Regions from separate parts of the Mus musculus genome. Here all the other regions are linked to region 1. The links are chromatin contacts, called in public Hi-C, HiChIP or PLAC-seq and promoter capture Hi-C maps. All regions are on one chromosome and are shown on one strand. Each heading gives the region's core, a stretch centred on a gene start, on an enhancer-like site or on the middle of the called end of the contact. The rest is flanking DNA. Distances are from core to core; before and after follow the strand shown.

What was found. Promoter capture Hi-C pulls out the DNA fragments that hold promoters and counts their contacts. A called contact is a pair of places that touch in the nucleus more often than the background predicts. HiChIP or PLAC-seq counts read pairs in DNA pulled down with a chosen protein or histone mark.
Region 2: a FOXA1 HiChIP or PLAC-seq map of pancreatic cancer cells shows a contact between it and region 1. The contact joins the promoter of Dlk2 here to the promoter of Ubr2 in region 1. A contact is called at or near these places in 1 of 39 promoter capture datasets (liver) and 2 of 115 datasets of contacts at active chromatin or transcription factors (astrocytes and pancreatic cancer cells).
Region 3: a contact with region 1 is called in a promoter capture Hi-C map of liver, with 3 times the contacts expected there. The contact joins the promoter of Gtpbp2 here to the promoter of Ubr2 in region 1. A contact is called at or near these places in 4 of 39 promoter capture datasets (hippocampal neurons, liver, neutrophils and 1 more) and 2 of 115 datasets of contacts at active chromatin or transcription factors (bone marrow-derived macrophages and pancreatic cancer cells).
Region 4: a contact with region 1 is called in a FOXA1 HiChIP or PLAC-seq map of pancreatic cancer cells. The contact joins the promoter of Vegfa here to the promoter of Ubr2 in region 1. A contact is called at or near these places in 1 of 39 promoter capture datasets (pre-B cells) and 1 of 115 datasets of contacts at active chromatin or transcription factors (pancreatic cancer cells).
Region 5: a Hi-C map of CD8 T cells shows a contact between it and region 1, with 4 times the contacts expected there. The contact joins the promoter of Polr1c here to the promoter of Ubr2 in region 1. A contact is called at or near these places in 3 of 39 promoter capture datasets (hippocampal neurons, liver and pre-B cells), 1 of 484 Hi-C or Micro-C datasets (CD8 T cells), 2 of 115 datasets of contacts at active chromatin or transcription factors (astrocytes and memory CD8 T cells) and 2 of 9 other capture datasets (liver and pancreatic islet).
Region 6: an H3K27ac HiChIP or PLAC-seq map of microglia shows a contact between it and region 1, with 4 times the contacts expected there. The contact joins the enhancer-like site here to the promoter of Ubr2 in region 1. A contact is called at or near these places in 3 of 39 promoter capture datasets (the 3T3-L1 cell line, cranial neural crest and maxillary cranial neural crest), 3 of 115 datasets of contacts at active chromatin or transcription factors (the NIH/3T3 cell line, large pre-B cells and microglia) and 1 of 9 other capture datasets (adipose tissue).
Region 7: an H3K27ac HiChIP or PLAC-seq map of microglia shows a contact between it and region 1, with 5 times the contacts expected there. The contact joins the promoter of Usp49 here to the promoter of Ubr2 in region 1. A contact is called at or near these places in 9 of 39 promoter capture datasets (the 3T3-L1 cell line, cranial neural crest, embryonic stem cells and 5 more) and 3 of 115 datasets of contacts at active chromatin or transcription factors (the NIH/3T3 cell line, embryonic forebrain and microglia).

The regions. Positions count from the first base shown.
Region 1 is chr17:47,009,256-47,012,093 of GRCm38.p6, forward strand. It overlaps Ubr2 (ubiquitin protein ligase E3 component n-recognin 2), which reads right to left and starts at 1,277. Exons shown (of 47, transcript NM_146078.3): 1 at 887-1,277. The coding sequence starts at 964.
Region 2 is chr17:46,296,509-46,299,208 of GRCm38.p6, forward strand. Dlk2 (delta like non-canonical Notch ligand 2) reads left to right here and starts at 1,420. Exons shown (of 6, transcript NM_001286013.1): 1 at 1,420-1,570; 2 at 2,060-2,190; 3 at 2,440-2,503. The coding sequence starts at 2,115. It overlaps Gm41588 (a long non-coding RNA gene), which reads left to right and starts at 2,510. Exons shown (of 2, transcript XR_876844.1): 1 at 2,510-2,700.
Region 3 is chr17:46,159,741-46,162,440 of GRCm38.p6, forward strand. Gtpbp2 (GTP binding protein 2) reads left to right here and starts at 1,292. Exons shown (of 12, transcript NM_019581.3): 1 at 1,292-1,586. The coding sequence starts at 1,401.
Region 4 is chr17:46,031,081-46,033,780 of GRCm38.p6, forward strand. It overlaps Vegfa (vascular endothelial growth factor A), which reads right to left and starts at 1,297. Exons shown (of 7, transcript NM_009505.4): 1 at 211-1,297. The coding sequence starts at 810.
Region 5 is chr17:46,246,757-46,249,513 of GRCm38.p6, forward strand. Polr1c (polymerase (RNA) I polypeptide C) reads right to left here and starts at 1,289. Exons shown (of 9, transcript NM_009085.2): 1 at 1,139-1,289; 2 at 973-1,044. The coding sequence starts at 1,207. It overlaps Yipf3 (Yip1 domain family, member 3), which reads left to right and starts at 1,324. Exons shown (of 9, transcript NM_145353.2): 1 at 1,324-1,572; 2 at 2,085-2,282; 3 at 2,423-2,529. The coding sequence starts at 1,492.
Region 6 is chr17:47,657,825-47,660,697 of GRCm38.p6, forward strand. The region is part of intron 3 of Gm20517 (predicted gene 20517); the gene reads left to right. The region is part of intron 2 of Usp49 (ubiquitin specific peptidase 49); the gene reads left to right. Among named protein-coding and RNA genes, the nearest start is that of Tomm6os, 28 kb to the right of the region's middle. Within about 2 kb of position 1,252, at least 12 of the 459 cell types and tissues checked have an H3K27ac peak or open chromatin away from gene starts, as enhancers often do. A contact at or near this core is called in adipose tissue and microglia, where this site is marked.
Region 7 is chr17:47,629,372-47,632,159 of GRCm38.p6, forward strand. It overlaps Usp49 (ubiquitin specific peptidase 49), which reads left to right and starts at 1,319. Exons shown (of 7, transcript NM_198421.2): 1 at 1,319-1,544. The region is part of intron 3 of Gm20517 (predicted gene 20517); the gene reads left to right.

The DNA of each region.
Region 1 (2,838 bases), core at 27-2,526:
GTCCCCTGCCCTCACTGGCAAAAGATGACGCTGAGTTTGTTGAAAGTTGTTGTCTTTGTAACTTTGCTACTTGTATCGGCGCTTGTTGATACTACATTTTAAGTCTTTACTGTGTCTGAATGGCTTAAGTTTAGGGCCTAAGGGTTCCTGATAGGCTGTGATCAACGCTATCATTAATGAGCTTGCATCTGTTCACCAAAGCTGCTTTTTCAAAGTTATATAACGTTTGTTCTCCGTCCAACTTTTCCCAACTCCTAGAAAAATTATGTATTTTTTTTTTTAAATCTGCCAGCCTCCATGCTTAGCAAACGTGTCGAGGCACCACTACATTACACACAGGCACCAAGGTTACCATCTAACGAAATAAACAAGTGCAAAACAACTTTTTAAAAAAGCACCGAGGGGGTAATGTTGGACTGTGCTGCCTGCAGCCTGGGTAAACTCCCCTCCCCGCCCCCCAGCAACAAAGTTGGAGCTGGGAGAGGATAGAATCCTTCGGCGCAGACACTGCTCCGCTTATCCTAAGAAATGGCATCAGAAGGTAAAGTAGGGCGCTTATACGACAACGTTAGGAAGCCGCTCGCTCCCATCTTCCAACAGCCAGCATATAGGGCAAAAACCCAAGTGTTGTAGACTTAATGGAGAGTGAAGCTAATTAGGGATAATGAAAGCTCTGTAGTAAGAGTCGCCGCGTATAAGGAGGATCTGAGCACCGAAGGCGCGGAGCAGGCTCGATGGCCTCCTGGGTCCTTTTCCCCACGGGACATGGCCAGCGCCGCTGTTAGCCGAAGTCAGTGGCGGGCTCCGGGATTCCCAGGACTCTGTTCCTCCCCCGGGGCGCGGCCTACGAGGGCCGGACGTAGCCCTCCCGGGCTCCCGCACTCACCCCTGCGATCTCTTCGGCAGAACATTCCAGCAAACTGCGGTCGATGGCCTGCACCTCGGGCTCCATCTCCGACGCCATCTTCTCTCCTCCTCCTCTCCCCGGGTGCTCTCGCCGCTGTCGCCTCTCCCCGGGCCTCAGCTTCGCCTCTGCTCCCGCAGCCGCGACGGTCACCCCTGTCCTGGGGCCGTCAGTCCCGGGCCGTCCGGGCTGCCGCCGAGCCGAGATGCGCGAGGAGCAAAGCGGGACGCGAACCTGCAGCGGGGACGGCAGCCGCTTGCGCGCGCGCCCGGGCTCGGCGCCCAGAAGTCAAGTCGCCTCCTCGCCCGTGACCGGGGGAAGGACACCGAGAACCCCAGGCCTGGCACTCCGGACAGCCACTACCGCGTTCAACGCCAAGAGAGGGGCAAAAACACCCAAGCGAGGGAGCAGGGCATTCTGGGTACTGTAGTCGTCCCCTGAGCGGCCAGGGAGAGAAGCGAAGCCTCTAATAAGGAGCGGCACACGAGTATCATGGGAGTTGTAGTCCATCCCCTGGCGGAAGCCTGGAAAAAGACAATTTAGAATCCGTGAGAGGGGCTTGACACCAGAAGAACGAAATAACGTTTGAGATCTCGTCTTAGTCTCTTAGTCCTATTTATTCTTGTCATTTTTTTTTTATCTCCCCAGCACCAAGAATAATCATTCCTGGCGCGATAGACACACAGCTGTCTGTCAAAAGTCTGGTATCTGATAAACCCTCAATTGTCAAAAGAATGAATGAATCGCGCGTTCTATCCCGGAGGTTCTAATGCCTTGTCATCCTGGCACTAGTCACCGAGGTGTATTTAGTACCGAGATTTTGAAAAGTTTTAAGGTACAATTGCAAGACATTTAATTTATGACCATTGATTGATATATATCCTTTTCTTTCCTTAAGTCTTGTTGCATCAGAAAAGGCGTCCAACGAATCAACTTAAAGACCAACTCTCAGAGTCAGACAACCCTGGAAGCACGCGCTTACTTCCGCGTCCAGCCTGCCTACTCCTGCGGCTGCGCGGAGGGAGAGCCAGGGCTAGAGCTGCGACTGCCATTGTTTTTTGCAGTTTCTCAAAAGGTCAAGGAAAAAAAAAAAAAAAAAAAAAAAAAAAAGACTTTAAGGTTCAATGGCAGGCCACAAAGCAACAGAAGAAATACTGGATATTTTTTTTTTTTTAGCTGCATTGCTTTAAGACTATACTGACAGAAGCAGATCTAAAAGCAGACCGATTGGAGGCTTATATACACTGACTGTAATTTGTGACATGTATTTGAATATCTTTTAAATTATCTTCGTGGAGAAGATTAGGCTCTCACAGATGACCAGACAAACCCTAATTGCCCTGTAGGAAGAGGCTGGTATCTTGTACTGGAGTTGTTAGGGTTAGACCTTGGAACCTGCGGCTCTAACAAGCTAGGCTCAAGCATATATCCTCAATATAACAATTAAAGAGATAAGCAATAATGAAGAGACAGAGAAAGGAGACTTATTCGATATAGCCACATTGGGGAGAGGGACAAAAAGGTCCAGTGACCATCTGCCCACCCTCAAGTTCACTACCTTTCAGAGTCCTGACATGAGGTTTAGTTTTAAAGAAAGGGCAGCCCTGGTCAAGGTGTGGTCCTAGTCCATCGCTGGTCCATCATTATCTTGACTCCAGTCTCTCTTGCAAGTTGTAGAAACTGTAAGACACCTCTTTCTGGGAGGCAAGCTCAAGCTCTGGTTGATGCCAGACTCCCCAGCCTTTTCCAACTCCTATTACTTGGGGGGGCCATTGTCTTAAAAGCCTGGTAGCCAAAGAGAAGAGCACAAAATGGTGGTACCTTTGTGGTTAGGGAACACAAAGGCATTAGATGAGCTAAAGTCAGGAGTGGGACCCTGGAAGAGCGTGTGTGGCGGTCTGGATGAGAATGGCCCTTCAAGGGGCTCATATATT
Region 2 (2,700 bases), core at 170-2,669, 710 kb before region 1:
GAGAGAGAGAGAGAGAGAGAGAGAGAGAGAGAGAGAGAGAACTTATGTAGACCAGGATGCTTTCATCTTGAAATCCTCATATTTTGGGATCCTTTAGACTTCAAAAAGGTGACTTACTAGTCATGTTGTGCTAGCATACCAGCCTTACATTTTCTACACGAATTGTTGATGCTCTGGGTTTGCAATTTTTGCTAAAAGAAAACAACAACCCAACTTAGAACAAAAGAAATGAACGCTAGAAGCCCACTCGGTGACTCAAACCCAGAGAGTGCCCCCCCTGGGGGGGGCAAGAGGAAGTCAGCTATTGAGCTGAGATTGGGCGTGGGTGTTGTCAGGTGTAGGCGGTGGGCACTGCCCTGTCCCTCGAGTCTCTGCAGCAAGAAGCCAGTCTGTGCAGTTAAGGAAGTCACCTTCCAACTTAAAGATAGGAAGTTCCATAGGAAGACCTAGAGACTGTGGGCAGCCTTCCCCTCTGCACAGTTACCCAACCAAACACCAAACACCAACAAATACACATATTGGGGTCTTTATCTTCTTTGGGTTTTTTTGACTCATTGGCTCTGAGGGGTAAAGAGACCTACAAGGGCAATTCTCCCCACCCTCTCTCAATACAAAACTCTCATTCCGAGATGTGGAGCTGTGAACGGATGTGGGGATGTTCAGTGGCAGGAACTTGTGGGGCAACACCAATAGGCAGTGTATGATCTAGGCAGGCTACCCAAAGGTGGGCTTGGAAAGGAACGGGCTGTGAAAACTGGGAGCAGATGGGAGGAAAGAACAGCGGGTACGCTGGGATGGTATTTATGTAGATATGGTCCATCCTGAAAGAGGTAGCGAAGAAAGAAAGAAGCCCACAGAGAGCAGGCGCTGACCTACGAAGCCAGTGACGAAGGCTCTGCAAGCCGGGGAGGCGTGGGCTGGTGACAGGAGGAAGGTGGCAGCAAGCATGGCTTCAGTGTGCTCGGGCTAAAACAGGAGAGCCGGGAAAGGCTAATGAAAATCACGATGCGCGGTAGACAGGGGCGTGCAGAGTCGGGCGTGGGTGAGGGGCAGAGTGGGGCGAGCGGTTGAGGTGGGGTGGGCAAGAAAATGGGAAGACAGCAGGGCGCGCACCTTCGGCCCGCGCTTTACGGTGTATGCCCAGTTCAGCTCCTTTGATTTTCTAATTTCGGAGGAAGAAAGCGAAGCAAGGGGGCTGGGGGCCGCGAAGGGAGGGGCGAAGAGCGCTGGGGGGTGCCAGGGCCGAGTGGCAGCGCGAGGTGTGGCCGTGCGCAGCGGGGGTGGGCGCGGGGCGCAGTCGGTGCGGGGCGGGCCGCGGCGGCGGGAGGGGAGAGGCGGGCTCCGCCGGCACACGCCGCCCCTGGCAGGGGGCCGAGCGCGCGCGAGGAGCCGCTGCCGCCGCTCGGGGTCGCCTGCAGCCCCAGATTCCCGAGTGCTCGGCTGGCATGGCAGCTACTTCGGTGCCGAGCCCCGCGGCCAGCTAGGGGCGGCCCCCCTCCCGCCCCCCGGCCCAGTCCGTCGGATCCGGTTTGACTCTGCGCCCCGGGGACGCGTCGCCTCCCAGCCGGAGGTGAGAAGCTAGGAGGACGCGGTCCCTCGGTGGGGACCTCAGGCCGAAGCGAGGCGGAGCGAGCGGGGTTGGGGGGCTGTGAGAGCCAGGCCTAGGTGGGTGGATGTCGGAGGACCCGGGAGGAGATCTCTTGCATCTAGGAACTGGGAGCCGCTCCTCCCCACGCCCCAGCCCCCACGTCCCGTCGCGCTCGCCTTTCCGCGCTTGTCCCCATCTCTATTGACCCCTCCACCTGGATCGCGATCGCAGCTCTGGCTGTTCCCGCGCGGTGGCCACGCTCGCTGCTGCCCATCCTTTGGCCTCTTTCCCGCAGACCTGGCTAGTGGGTTCCTGCCTCCAGTCCCTTCGCCTGCTCAACCCTTTCTCTCGCCCGCCCTTCCACTCCCCACCCGGGGAGTCCCTCTCCTTCTCCTGCTCCTGTCACTTGGAACCAGTATCAGTGCCGCTATCTCCGCGTCAAGCCGCTTCCCAGCCCGTGCCATCCCACAGGTGTCTACACGTCTGGCCGTTCATCCGTCCGTCCCTCCTGAGGCCGGAACTGACCATGCCCAGCGGCTGCCGCTGCCTAAATCTCGTGTGCCTGCTGTGCATCCTGGGGGCAACCAGCCAGCCTGCCAGAGGTGAGCCTGCCCCAGGGATTGGGTCCCGGCTCTCCTCAGCCGTCCTCGCTGGCACGTTGACCTCTGCTGGCTAGAGACGGCACTGCAACCGCTCCGTTCCATAGGGAGAGATCTATAAGTGCTCTCTTTGGAATGGGACGCTCGTCCGTGCCCATGAGTCCATCTGACTACTGAAACCTCTGCCAAGTCCCGCGCCTGGGAAGTCAGACTCGGACCCAGACTCACACCCACTACACCAATCTCTTTCAGCGGATGACTGCAGCTCCCACTGTGACCTGGCCCACGGCTGCTGCGCTCCTGACGGCTCCTGCAGGTACTTAAGCGGCACACGTGCCTCAAATCCTTTCCTCCCCACTTTTTGGTCCTTTACACCGAGAGCATGTCAAAAACCCGCAACAGTATCTAGGCGCTTAAGACCCTATTGTGTGTGTGTGTGTGTGTGTTTGTTTGTTTATACATAACAGGATGACCAGTCCCCTCCCCTCCCCTCCTCTCCTCTCCCCGTATCTC
Region 3 (2,700 bases), core at 42-2,541, 850 kb before region 1:
TTTTCAACTTTTGGTTCTTTTGGTATATAGCTGGTGTGGAAACTATCCAATGTGGACAGCGACTGCATGCTCAATAGACTCGTCTCCTTCGATGTGGAACTGTGCAGAAGTTATGGACTCAACCAGGTCTGAACTCCTTCAGAGTACACCAGAGGTAAGTGCTCCTACCGTACCGTGGAGAACTTTCAAACTCTGTTCTATTTCTTGGCTATGTGTGAACACCTGGTTGTTTGTGAAGAGAGGGGAATGGACGTACTGTGAGTCATGAGATAGCCACGGCGCTGGAATTTGAACCCTGGCGTCCTGACTCTGTGCCCAGCAATTCTGCTTCTCCATTCTGAGCCTTTGGTGCCCCGTATACTGGTTTATGTCGCTCTGAGAGTTCTGAAGGACAGGAGAGACAGCTTGGCTAGAAAGACAAATCAGCAATCCCCTGGCGTCCTAGGACAAGTTCTATTCCTGGCTACTTTCCCCGCCCCCTGGTGGTTGACGTAACTGGAACCCCAGCTCCGCCCCAAGTAGGGGCCAGGCCCCTCCTCCGGACAAGTTTTAAACCAAATTCTGTTTTCCGGGATTGGCTAAACTTCAAAACAAAGGGGAGGAGAGATACTTGCAGTAGGCACCCTCCAAACCTTAGGCAGCTGGCTGCTTTATGGGTCCTGGACACGTGTCTGGCCACTGCGGTGCCTGGGGCTGCTAAAACCAACCCCCGGATTGTGCCACCCAAGTAATAAAACAGTGACTATATTGCAAGGGTGGCATAATCATCGTCACAATAACAGCTCTAATTATGCTATAACTACCATCTGCCTCCGCCCTAGCTTTTGCCCTGACTCACTCGACAGCACTCCAGCCGTCAGGAAAGAAACTGAGGCAGAGGTGGAGCCAGCAGGCTGTCAGATCCAACCTCCCCGATTTTTAACTTGTTGTCTGGGGTCAGCGCCGAAAGGTCAAACCCAGTTCAATTCTGATATAAGCCCTTCACCTCCGGTTACTGTCCCTAATCTCAGGCCACAAAGCCTTCCTACTGCCCCTAGAAGAGAAGCCGCTGGCAGTACGGGAAACTGGGTGCCGACTACAACTCCCCTTAGTCTTTGCGCTCAAGGCGCGCTTGCTGCCCTCGCCCCCGAAGCCACCTGTGACTCTCGCATAGCGATGCCTCTTGGGAATTGTAGTTCGAACTCGCATTCTTTAGCACTAAATCTCATAGCTGCGGACTCAGTATCCCTTGATGCCCTGCGGCTTTTTCTGACGCGACTAGGAGGACAGGGAAGGCAGGGGCGTGGCCTACAGTGGGCCACACCCCGCTCTCCTCCGGCTGGCCCGACTCGGCGGTGGCAGTAGGGGCGGCGGCAGTGGCGGGGGGGAGGGGTCGGGCGGGGGGCTGGTGGCAGCGGCGGATGGACTCGCGGGTATCGGAGCTGTTCGGCGGCTGCTGCCGGCCCGGAGGAGGCCCGGCCATGGGTGGAAACCTCAAAGCTCGGGGGGCCGGCGGTAGCAGCAGTTGCGGGGGCCCAAAGGGGAAGAAGAAGAACGGAAGGAACAGAGGAGGTAAAGCCAACAACCCTCCGTACCTGCCCCCAGAGGTGAGCACCTGAAAAGTGGCGGAGCCATGGGGAACTACTCTTCCGGTCCCCGAGACTCCAAGGAGGCGGGAGAGAGAAAATCAATCCCCCTTTCCGGTGTCAAGACCCAAGGGAGGAAGGACCGGGGAAGAGAACCCCTCCTCCTGTTCCAAGACCCCTACAAAGCGGGATCGTCAAGACTGGACGATCCTTTTCAGTGTCAGGACCTCGGGAAGGGACTGCCCCTTTCACCTCCATAACCTTTGGATTAGTGGGAACCGGGGATCCTTTCCTCTTGAGAAGAGCAGAGGATGTCTGAACCCCTACTTACTCTGGGAGTGGGGAAGGAACACTGTACTGGGAAAAGAGGGCAGGCAGAGTAACCAACGTTTTTCTAAACTTAATCCACAGGGAGAAGGGGAGTAGCCGGGACAAGAGCAATGTGTTCCTTCCCTATTCTTCAGTACCCACACACATTAAACCAGAGAACAGTTAGACGTAGCCCTCTGCCCTTTCCTTGTCCTGTGGGGCTGTGGACACAGAGAAGAGTCCGCACGAACCCGCTCTGGGAGTCCTCAAGGCAGAGAAGACTACTTTCCTTCCTCTTAAAATAGGAGAACCCAGTCGGGAGCTAGTGGGCTCGCCTTTAAGTCCCATCACTCTGGAGAGATGGCTCAGCGATTAAGAGCACTGTCTGTTCTTCCAAAGGACCCCCAGTTCAGTTCCCAGCACCCACATAGCTGCTCACAACGGTCTGCAACTCCAGTTCCAGGAAGTCTGATGCCCTCACACACATACATGCAGACAGAACACCAATGCACGTAAAATAAAAATAATGTAAAAAAAAAAAAAATCCCATCACTTGGGAGTCAGAGGCAGGGGGATCTCTGAGTTCAAGGCCAGCCTGGTCTACAGAGCAAGTTACAGGATAGCCATGGCTCCACAAAGAAACCTTGTTTTGAAAAACAAAGATGGGAGAACCCAAGGTGGGAAGAGCTTCAATGGGTGATTATGACTTTTAAGTGTGCACCAGAGTGATTCAGGTTGCTGTTCCTGCTCATAGAATTCTGATTCAGTGGGTGAGAGACGGGCCTGATTGTTTGGCATTTCTTACAAGCTAATGTTGTGGTCTTAG
Region 4 (2,700 bases), core at 47-2,546, 980 kb before region 1:
GGGCGGCGAGACGATCCTGGCGCCCTCCCACCTAGCGCGCACCCCCTCCCCCTCCACGTACGACGACAGAGGGGGACGCCTCGCGCCCGGTGCCCAAGGACCCGCGTGGGGCACGAAGCCCCCCACGCGCGCGCTCGCACGCACGCACGTCCCCAAGCGGGAGAGGCGCTCGCCACGGCCCGGCGACAGCAGACGGGCACGACCGCTTACCTTGGCATGGTGGAGGTACAGCAGTAAAGCCAGGGTCCAGTGCACCCAAGAGAGCAGAAAGTTCATGGTTTCGGAGGCCCGTCCGGGGCCGGCGCGGCTCGCGCTCCCTCTCCGGCTCGGACTGCGAGGCAGCCCGCTCTCTTGCGCGCCTTGGCGGGCTCCTCTCCCTTCTGGAACCGAGGCCCGGGCCGGGGCCTGGGGCGCGCGCGCGGCTGGAGCACTGTCTGCGCACACGGCCGCCTCACCCGTCCATGAGCTCGGCTCCTGAGAGCCGAGCGCCCACTGCGGCCCCCTCTCCTCTTCCTTCTCTTCCTCCCCTCTCTTCTCGGGCCCCGGCTTCTCCAGGCCCGAGCTAGCACTTCTCCCAGCTCCGATCGGTTTGTCTCCTGCGGCGCAGACCACGGCTACTACGGAGCGAGAAGAGCCCAGAAGTTGGACGAAAAGTTTCCGTGCAATCCCGCGAGCCCCGACCCCCTCCACCCCGCCTCCGGGCGCGGGCTTCGGTTCCTCGCGGCTCGCCGCCGCGTCCACCGTCGGCAGCCCGCCGGCGAGGAGGTGGGCGCTGGGGCTGGGGGCGGTGTCTGTCTGTCTGTCCGTCAGCGCGACTGGTCCGATGCAAGATCCCAAGGGGGAGGGCTCACGCCGCGCTCTGGCGGTCACCCCCAAAAGCAGGTCAGTCACTTTGCCCCTGTCCCTCTCTCTGTTCGCTCGCCAGCGCGCTCTCTCTGACCGGTCTCTCTCTCTCTTCCTTGACTTCTCTCTGGAGCTCTTGATACCTCTTTCGTCTGCTGATTTCCACAATCCGAAGTGATTTGAGGGAGTGAAGAACCAACCTCCTCAAACCGTTGGCACGATTTAAGAGGGGAATAGGAAGCAAAAATAAATTAAAGCGTAAAACAATACAGTTTAAGAAAAAAAAATTAAGAGGTTTGAATATCAAATCCCAGAGCACAGACTCCCGGGCTGGTGAGTCCGCTGAATAGTCTGCCTTGTCGCTGCGTCTCGCGACAGAGCTCCGCTGCCGCCGCTCAGCTCGCCCCCAGTGCCGCGGCCTCGCTGCAGCTCGGCTGCCCCAAGCCTCTGCGCTTCTCACCGGTAACAGCGGTGGAAGAAAAAGAGGAAATCTAGCTCCACCCCCAAGCCCCGCCCAGACCCGCCCCGGGGAGCGGTCTGGTGGAGCCAGGCACCGCCTTTCGGGGAGCCCCTAGGCCACTACCGCGAAATGGAAAGCTAAACCCCTTACCAGGGTCCACGGCCTCAAAATTATCTGTGCACCCCTTCAAACTGGGCTCAGGAACACACTGGGAATCCCAGAGTATTGGGAATCAGGGGAGACAGGAGAGTGAGGTTATATGCGGACAGGGTCTAAGAACAATTCCCTTTCCCAGGAATATAGGAGAAAGTAGGGGTTGGAAGGCGGAGAGCTGGCAGGGACGTATGAGGATAGGGACAACTAGAGTGACCCCTGGCTTTCTCCCCCACCTCACAAACACACTACACACACACACACATGCATGCACGCACTCACATTGACACACGCGTCCTCCCTCACGCAGACTCGGCTCGCCCAAGTTCACGATCTCCCCGTGATGGCCGAGCGCCCCCTAGTGACTACATTATGCACACCCCAACTCTTGCTCAAATGGCACGGGTCTTGGAAAGGGGGTGAGAGTTGATTCTTGAGTGCGGCAGACTTTGAGCTCCCAAATAATTGCGTGTTTCTGACATACACACACACCCAAAAAGTTGCGTGTTTGACCTCGGAAGCATAACTCTAGGTTTATATGTGGGGAGGGGGTTACGGGGGGGGGGGAGTATGCTTATCTGAGCCCTTGTCTGATCTGCAGTCATCAGGAGCTAGGGCCCTGGGGTGAATGGGATCCTCTGGGAAGTTTCCAGAGAGGCTTCTCTGGAGAGAATTTGGCACCAAATTTGTGGCACTGAGAACGGGAAGTGGAGTTCTGGAGTTAGTCAGTGGCGGGGAGTGAGACGACCTGTGGAAACCCACGTATGCACTGTGTAGTCTGGCAGAGCCCTGAAGGAGAGACAGCTGGGCAGACAGAGGCCCTTGTTCCTCCTGATCTCTCTCTCTCACACACACACACACACACACACAGAGATGTTGCCAGGGAACTGAAGCCAGGGTGCCAATGGGGGCAGAAGCGGGCCAGGCCGGCATGGTGATTCAAACCTACCCTAGCATTCAGAAAGGTAGGTAGGCCAGCTGCCCAGCGCTGCCGCCAACCCTCGGAAGGGTGGGAGTAGAGGCTCCCTCAGTTCTAGCCTAGGCTTACGGTTCATCTTCTAAACAGAATTCAGGGGTGTACTCTGTCCTCCCATTCTCCCTAAAACCCTTGGCTATTTCTCTATGCTTGCACACTTAGCCCGTGTGGCTCTGTCCCCTCTCTTTCTACTAAGTCCCCTTCTCCATGTCCTCAGTGTCTTCCTTAAGAGCTCTCCAAAACCCCCACCTCTAACCCACCCTTGGAT
Region 5 (2,757 bases), core at 39-2,538, 760 kb before region 1:
AAGCAAGCACATAGACTTCACAAGCAGGCACCTGAGTGTACCCTCATTCTTGTTCTCCTGCTTGGCAAACGACACAGCCAGCAACAGTTCCCCAGTGCCACTGGAGAAATGGCTCAGCTATTAAGAGCACTTAACTGCCCTTGCAGAAGAACTGGGTTTGGTTCCCAGCACCTGGTGGGACCTAACATTCTCCTCACACTGCAGGGATCACTAACACACAGTGGTGCACAAATACACATGCAGGCAAACACGCATATCAAGAAAGTTTTAGGGTCCTCAAGTTACAAAGTCCTTTCTCTCACACACTGCCTCCCCAGAGCACTGGTGCAAATCGTCTAGTTCTCCCTGCCTTACTCCGTTAGTACTGTCTGGAGTTCATCTATGCCCCCAATTTCAGCCTGCATACACTAGCTGGCAGATTCACCAGAATTCATTCCCTCCTGGCTATCAAGATTGCAAAATGTTATCAGTCTACTCAAAAATTCTAAATTGGGCGTGGTGGCTCATGCCTTTAATCCCAGTGCATGGGAGGCAGAGACAGAAGCAGGTAGATGGCTGAGTTCAAGTCCAGCCTGGACTATAGAGAGAGTGCCAGGGCTAAACAGAAACAGTTTCAAAGTGAATTTTAAAAAAATCATATATAATGAAGCTCCAATCAGGCCTTCACTACTCAACTTTTATTCATAGTTCAAAGCTTAATTCAAATGCCATTCCCTTCACTGACCTTTAACTACGTCCCTTCAGTTAGCTGGATTCAGTGCATCAATGATTCCTGACCATATCCCAGCCATCTTCACCGCTATCTTACTATTCTGGAATAACTTGTCTGTGTGGTCCATTATCCCACCGAGAGCAACCACCGTGTCTGACCCGTCCATGGAGCTCAAGCGTGTTGTATGGAAACAGCGACCCCCACCCCAACCTGCGAGGTCTGGCCCCTCGGGCCGACTGGGCACCTTCAGCTCTACCCACCTTCTCGAAGCGGTTCTGGTCCCAGGCATCATCATAACCGGCGTAGTTACCGGGAAAGTCCGTGGTGTGGACCTAGAGCCAACAGAAAGGGCAGTGTGGCCAGCCTTCACACCAGGCCTCTACTTCCCCGTGCCGCCCTCATCCTTCCCGCGCCCCGATCTCTTACATTGCGAACCCCAAACTCTCCGAGAACCACGCGAGTCCGCATCTCCTCCACCGCCTGAGCCGCCGCCATCTTCCGCCACTCGCTGTAAAAGGAGGCGAGTCCGCGCCTGCGTCTCCGCAGCAACGCTCGGGCTCCCGCAATCTTGAATGTCGCGAGATCTTGCCCCGCCTCTGTCCACGTCCTTCACTTCCGGACGTCAAGTGGGGCCAAACATCCGGGTTTCTCCCTTCGGCGTCCCGGCGGATCCCCACCTTGCCCGGGCGGTCGCCCCTCTGAACCTCTCCCTCCCTCGGACCCGGGTCGCACGCTCTTCCCACGCGCGCGTGCTCCAGCGACGGGAAGCCTCGAGGGACATGGCGACTCCGGCGGCGCCGGCCAGCGGCGTCCGAAATGGTGCTGGCCCGGAATGGGGAGGCTTCGAAGAAAACATCCAGGTATGGAGCGCGCCTGCTGCCAGCAGCCCCGGGCTGGCGGCGTCCGGACGGTGGCTGCTGTTCTCTCTCGCGGGGCCTAGAGGTCGGCTCCGCTGAAACGCAGCCTGTCCCCTTTGAGTCTTCCCGGGGAAGGGTGTAGCTCTTGTGCTGGCGTGAAAGGGACAAACTAGGGCTCCCGCGGGCCTCGGCTCTCTGTGGGGGCTGGAGGCTAGGATCCACTGGCACCCCCTAAAAATAGGCTTGTTTGAGAATTGGGAATGGCAGATGGGCTCTTTTGCAACTCTTTGGAGCTTTGAGGTGGAAAGTAGGAAAACAACGTGGATTGAAAATAAATAGTAGGGTTTCCAGGACCACAAAAGTGACGCGACCAAGAGTTGCCACCACTGAAAGAGTGGCAGTTCCAAGCCATGTCCTCGGCAGTGGAAGATCAAAGCCTCAAGTTGTCAGCTGAGCGGAGAACGGGGAGGATGCAATGGAAGGGCCCCTCACTCTCCGAGCCGTTGTCTTCACAGGGTGGGGGTTCGGCTGTGATTGATATGGAGAACATGGACGATACCTCAGGCTCCAGCTTCGAGGACATGGGTGAGCTGCACCAGCGCCTGCGGGAGGAAGAAGTAGATGCTGATGCAGCTGCTGCAGAAGAAGAGGATGGGGAGTTTCTTGGCATGAAAGGCTTTAAAGGACAACTGAGCCGGCAGGTAGCAGATCAGGTAAGCCAATGGGGAAAAAAAAAAGGACCTATGCATGTCCTAAATTGATCGAGGTTTTCCACTTAGACCCACACGTAAATCTCGCCGAGACTGAATAACAATCTAGAGCCAAGAGTCTCATCATACCCATTTCCCTTCAGATGTGGCAGGCAGGGAAGAGACAGGCTTCCAGGGCCTTCAGCTTGTATGCCAACATTGACATCCTCAGACCCTACTTTGATGTGGAGCCTGCCCAGGTCCGAAGCAGGTGAGGCGCCTTCTCTGAGACATCTGTCCTCACATCTAGACCCTCATCCAGACTTCACTCAGACTCAGAGCCCTGAGCTCTGGTGGACTCCCCTACTTGCAACCCCATTACTGAACTGAACATGTTGTGAATACTTGGTGAAAGGTACAGTTGGCTAGGTACCCCTCAAGTGCGCTAACCCCTCTTCCCTCCTACCCCGCTTCCCTCCACACCACCATCCTTTAAATG
Region 6 (2,873 bases), core at 2-2,501, 650 kb after region 1:
CAGAACCCGATGGCCAGCCAGCATAGCCAACCAATAAACTCCAGGCTTACTGAGACACCTTGACTCAAAAATAAGATGTATGAACAATAGAGGAATATACCTGATGTTACTTGTGCACATGGGCACATACAAAGTTTTAAAAAACTCTTTGGCTTCCTTGATTTTTTTTTTTTTTTTTTTTTTTTTATGATCCCTCACTGTCCTGACATCGTCCAGCACTGTTCTTTCCGGTCCTCCAGCAATTTCCCCCCACATGTTAGGGGTGCAGTCCACTCTCTGTCCAGAGGCGGAGACTCCGTGTGAGGGAAAGGGCTTCCTCTGGTCTTCTGCTCTCTGTTGGGTTAGGGTGGGGACATGGATGGGCATGAGACTTGCTATGCAGATTCCTACCCTATTTGAGCATTCTTTTTGGTTTTCTTTTTTCTCTCTCTCTCTTTCTTTCTTTCTTTTTTTTTTTTTTTTTTTTGAAACAGGGTTTTTCTGTATAGCCCTGGCTGTCCTGGAACTCACTCTTTCTTTTAGGATATACTTTGAATACTGACTAGGCATTCTGTTGTTCCTGGAAATTCAGTGGGGGGTGGGTTGGGCATAGTCCCCACTTTCTCTAGGATCTCTAGCTGCCCACTCTACTTTGCTAATGGCACTCCCCCTGTTCCTTTTTAAACAAAAATTTTCTTTGTTTCAAGGCAGAGTCTTTCCTATGTAGAACAGGTTGGCGATTCTCTGTCTCCCAAGTGCTAGGATTATATGCATGCATCCACACGTGGCCGCCTTTCATATTTAAGGCAATTTGCATGGCATTGGAGACAGAGGAAATGACAGTTGCCTCCAAATCATTCGCCTTCCTTCTGAGAAAAGATGTGTTTATGAATTGGAAGTACCCGTATTCAGTAGACTGTATACCTATAGGCAGCCAGCTCAGTGCAGAGGGTAGTAAGCATGCGCCCTGAACTTAGTGCTGGTCCTGATCCATTGGTCTTGGAAGCAGGTTTTACTGGAAGAGGATGTTTGGGTGATTGAGGCAGAGCCCTCAGTCCTGAGCTGATGGAAGTGTGGTACAGCTGTGCACAGAAAGGGGAAGGAAGGCTAGGGAATGGGGCATTTCAATTAGTTTTAAATAGGACAGAGTTCATGTTTACCAGCCAACATGCCTTGTTTCCTGGTCTCGAATGCTATCTTGTGAAGACTTTTAGTGTTCTCTAAGAGCCAAAATGCCTGCTCAGCTTCCTCCAGGCCCTCCCTCTCTGCTTGCTCGTGGCCAGTCCCTTTTACCCACTCAGATGTGGTGTTGCCCAAGGCTTCCTTTATTTCCTGCACTCTTCCTTAGTTTGCCCTCTCATTCTTTAAAAAAAAAGAAAGAAAGAAACAAACAAACCCAAGGCTGAACATTGTTTTGTTTTACCATATGCTACAATAAGTGTGGATAAAATAATTATAACCTTGTGAAATAGAAATTCATGAAAATTCGGAGAGGTTAATGTTAAAAAGACTGGCAGGCAAAATATTGTATATCATGACATATGCGTTATGTGGGTCACATTTAGTTCTCTTCGGTATCCCCTGGTTCATAAAAAGTGTTTCAAGAAATATCTGAAAGATGTGACTACAAAAAGCAGGGGAGCTGGAGAGATGGCTCAGTTGTTGTTCTTCCAGAGGACCCAGGTTTGATTCTCAACGCCCACATGATAGCGCACACGTCTGTAACTCAGTCCCAGGGTTTCTTAACACCCTCTTCTGGCTTCCACAGGCATGCATGCACATGCATGCACATGCATACATGCAGACAAAGATACTTATATACATAAAATACAATCTAAAACTTTAACAAAAGGAACAGACTTTGTGGGGTCTGTGGGAATCATCTGACAACATCTCCATCAGCAGAGGGTCATAGTGAACATTCTGTAGACAGAACTGCTTTGAGTCCGCAGCTGCCTAGGAAACCTTCCTGTGCTGAGCTCACCCTCCAGCCAACCACCTTCTTCATGAAGGCGATGCTGGAGGAACTCATGGCCTGACACAGTCCAGAGCTGAGTTGGCTGTCTGTCCTAAGGCCAGCAAGTAAATCATGCTCTGGTTCTTAAACAACAGTTGTATTTGCATTCAGTGCTTCCCATTTTCTATCCAGGAAGCAGCAAACCAAAATTGTGAGCAAGTGTCTTTCATGACGAATATGCCTTCCAGACTCTTGTAATGGTGATGGTAATGGCATGAGCACTCTTCTCAGTTGACTAGAGCCTCCCTTGCATGCTAAGTGGGGCTTTGTTATCCTCTCATCGACTCATCCATCCATCCATCTGTCCATTCCCTGTCTGTGAAGTGCCCATAGCAAGTCAAGCAGAGAATGCAGTCCTTACCCAGGAGCAGCCATTACCTTTCCTCTTCCAGGATCATCTCCCCATTTCTGCTGTTATTTTTCCCCTCCCTGTCTTTTTTAGATAGGGTCTCATACAGCCCTGGCTGTCCTGGAACTTGCTCTGTAGATCAGGCTGGCCTTGAACTCACAGAGATTCTCCTGCCTCTGCCTCCCAAGTGCTGAGATTACACCACCACTACTCTGCCTTTTTTTCCCCTTAATTGTGTTTATGTGTCTGGCATTTGAGGAAGCCAGAAGAAGGCATGAAATCCCCTGAACTGAGATTTCAGGCATTTGTGAGCCATCTTCCATGTGGGACTTGGGTATCAAACTCAGGTCCTCTGGAAAAAAAGCAAGTACTCTTAACCACTGAGCCATCTTCCCTAGTCATGTTTTATTTGTATTAATATTATTTCTTTTACTTTTCAAAATTATAAATTCATGGCTTATTAATTGTTGTTACTTACATAAATGCATATGTATGTTTATGTCGTGTGTGTGTGTGTGTATATGCAAG
Region 7 (2,788 bases), core at 69-2,568, 620 kb after region 1:
CGTCTTAGCCTCTCACACCGGCCCGCCACAGCCGCTGACCCGAAACTTGGTGCCCACGGCACAAACCTGCGTAAAGGGCGCGGGGCCCCAGGTCGCGGCCGGGAAGGTGCGCCGTTGGCGCATTGCGGGACCTGGGGGCGGGGCTCTGACAGGCGGGCCAATGGGCGATAAGGGGCGTGGTCCGCCTGCTCGTCTTGCGCCCGGGTGACAGCTCGCGCGTGCTGATGATGGCGGTAAATAGAGAGGGGAGGGAGCTGGGAAGGGGGCGGAGGGCCGGCGGAGCGGCCGAGGGGGCGGCCCGGGGGGCGTGAGGGGCCGCAGTGGCTGGGAGTTCGCGCAGATATTCGGAGGCGGGGACACGCGGCCCGGGCATGCCGGCCCTCCCCTTTTAAAGGAAAGGGAAAAAAAAAAAAATCCCCTCACACACCCGGTGAGGGGCGACAAAGGCGGCGTGCGCCTAGCGGGCGGGAGGAGCGGCGGCAGGGGGCGGGACCGCGACGCCGGCGGGCCCCGGGCGCCCGGGGCGGGGACGGCGGGCGGCGACAGCGAAGGCGCGAGTCCCGGCGCGCGGACGCTGCGTTTTGGCGGGGTGGGCGACGTCTGGGTTGTGAGGTGAAAGGTTTGAAGGGAGAGAGGGGAAGGCAGGCTGGGGCGGGGACGGAAGGGTTTGCTGAGTAGGAGATGAAGAGGATTAGGAGAGAAAGGGTTAGAAGCCGGAGAGTGGAGTGAGAAAGAAACCCAGGCTGGCCCCGGGATGAGGTTAGGAAGCCCGGGGCTGGGAAGAGGGATCCGGGGTCAGGGCTAGGAGCAGGGGTCTGGAAGAGGCAAGGCTTGGCAGGTGGGAGGTGTTGGGCCAGGGCCAGAAGAGTTGCAAGTGGAAGACAAGGAAGGAGCAGAGCCGGGGTAGTAGTTGGGAGTGGAGGAGAGTGATTAAGAGCCAGACGTGACAAGGGTGTGAACTAGTGCAGAGCTGGGGATGAGCTGAAGGGCTGGGAGCCGCTGGGGTGGGATCGACAAGGTGTGGGTCAGTAGCTGGTGAGGGGTGTAAATTCTGTAAAGTGAGGGAGACAGGAGACCTGGATCACAACCAGGTGGAATCAAGAATCGGACGTTAGTGGAAGGGCTAACGGGAAGCGAGCTGAGAGCTGGGCGTTAATAGGACAGTTCTGGGAGAAAAAGAAACAACGCTGAAAGGACGCTAGAAGCGGGGTGGAAGGAATGATGGTGAGCTGGGAAACTGGAGAATTGCTTGTCGAGGAGGTTCAGCAAGGTAAAGATAGTGGAGTCAAAAGATTGGCCGAAAGGCAACCCGAGGAGATGGGCCCTGGGAATTAAAGGATGGAATGGGGAGTGGGGAAAGAGAAAGGAGATTAAGGCAAGCTAGGGAAGTCCTGGTGGGTATAGAACTGGGGTGGGCTGCACAGGAGTGGGAAACGAATGTTTTGCCCTGAAGTGCCCCAGAAGGTCTGGAAGGGGCAGGGCACAAACGCTGTAGTGAAGGATCTGAAGTAGAGAGCCTTTGGTGCAGAAGATAAGGAACCATGGTGAGTGAAAGGGGACCTAGAAACAGGGGGAAAAGACTGAGAAGTGGGGGACCAGATGGGGGTGCAGCATAGGAGTTCTTTGTTAAGAGAAATGTGTATTGAATTTGTGAGTCCTTTTGTCCCTAATAGTAGGAAATTCCAGAAACCTTTTTCTCTCTTCAAGGAGTCTTGGATCCAGTTTCCATCTTTCGCCTGAAAATCCACTTTCATGTCCACTTTGAAAAGATGAGACCCATTTTTACTTGATTTTGTTCTTGTGGGATAGAAAAATTGGCAGCCTTGGGTGCTGAAAACCTCTTGGTTTCACTAATGTTGTGCTAAAGGGTAAATGAATTGTGTTTATTTACAATGTGCCTGTGGGATGTGGTAGTTGGGGTGGGTGGAGGAGCTGTTTTAGAGCTAACGACGCTGGCCAGGGCCAGGGCATCTCATTGAAGAGTACACCGTTGGGGAGAGAAAGACATGGTTCATTTGGTTTTTATTAATCAGACAGATTTCTGCCTAATTGTTTTCAGCAACTGAAGAATATGGAGAGAGAGAGAGAGAGAGAGAGAGAGAGAGAGAGAGAGAGAGAGAGAGAGAAAGAGAAATAACTAACCAGGGAAGTTTACTGAGCAGGAGTCTGAAGTCACTGCTCTAAGGGCGTTGAGTTCGTATGCTGCTTGCAGCTTTGTGTGGAACATTTTTCATGGGGTAATTTCTCCCCAGATCTTCAGACAGTGATGGAGAAAGGTTGACTGCAGAGCTGAGGAGAGTTTTAGAGCTGTGAACTCATCTTTTAGATTGCATAATGGCTTTATGAGTACCTTTTATGAAAAAACTTCTGTAAGATAAGATTGCAGTCCCTCTGCCTGTTGTATTGTATGATTGTGAATAGGAAGGGCATATTAATATTCTTTAGAACCCTTTGATTTGTAAGGCACATTTTTAATGAAAATAATTACATTTATTTGTATGTATGTGGAGCAGTTATGGAAGTCAGAGGACAACTTGTGGAAGTTGGCTCTTTCTTCGCATCATTTATGTACCGAGGATTGAACTCAGATAGTCAGGCTTGGCAGCAAGCTCTTTTACCCAATAAGCCATCTCTCTGGCACTATAAGACCATTTTGGAAATTAAAGGGAAGATGAGAATTTGGGGACAAATTTAAACTTATTCTTTATTGGTAGTGTGCTTTAGTGATTTTTCATTCTGAAGTGATTATATTTAATTAAGACAATTAATGAGTATTTTCTTCATATTT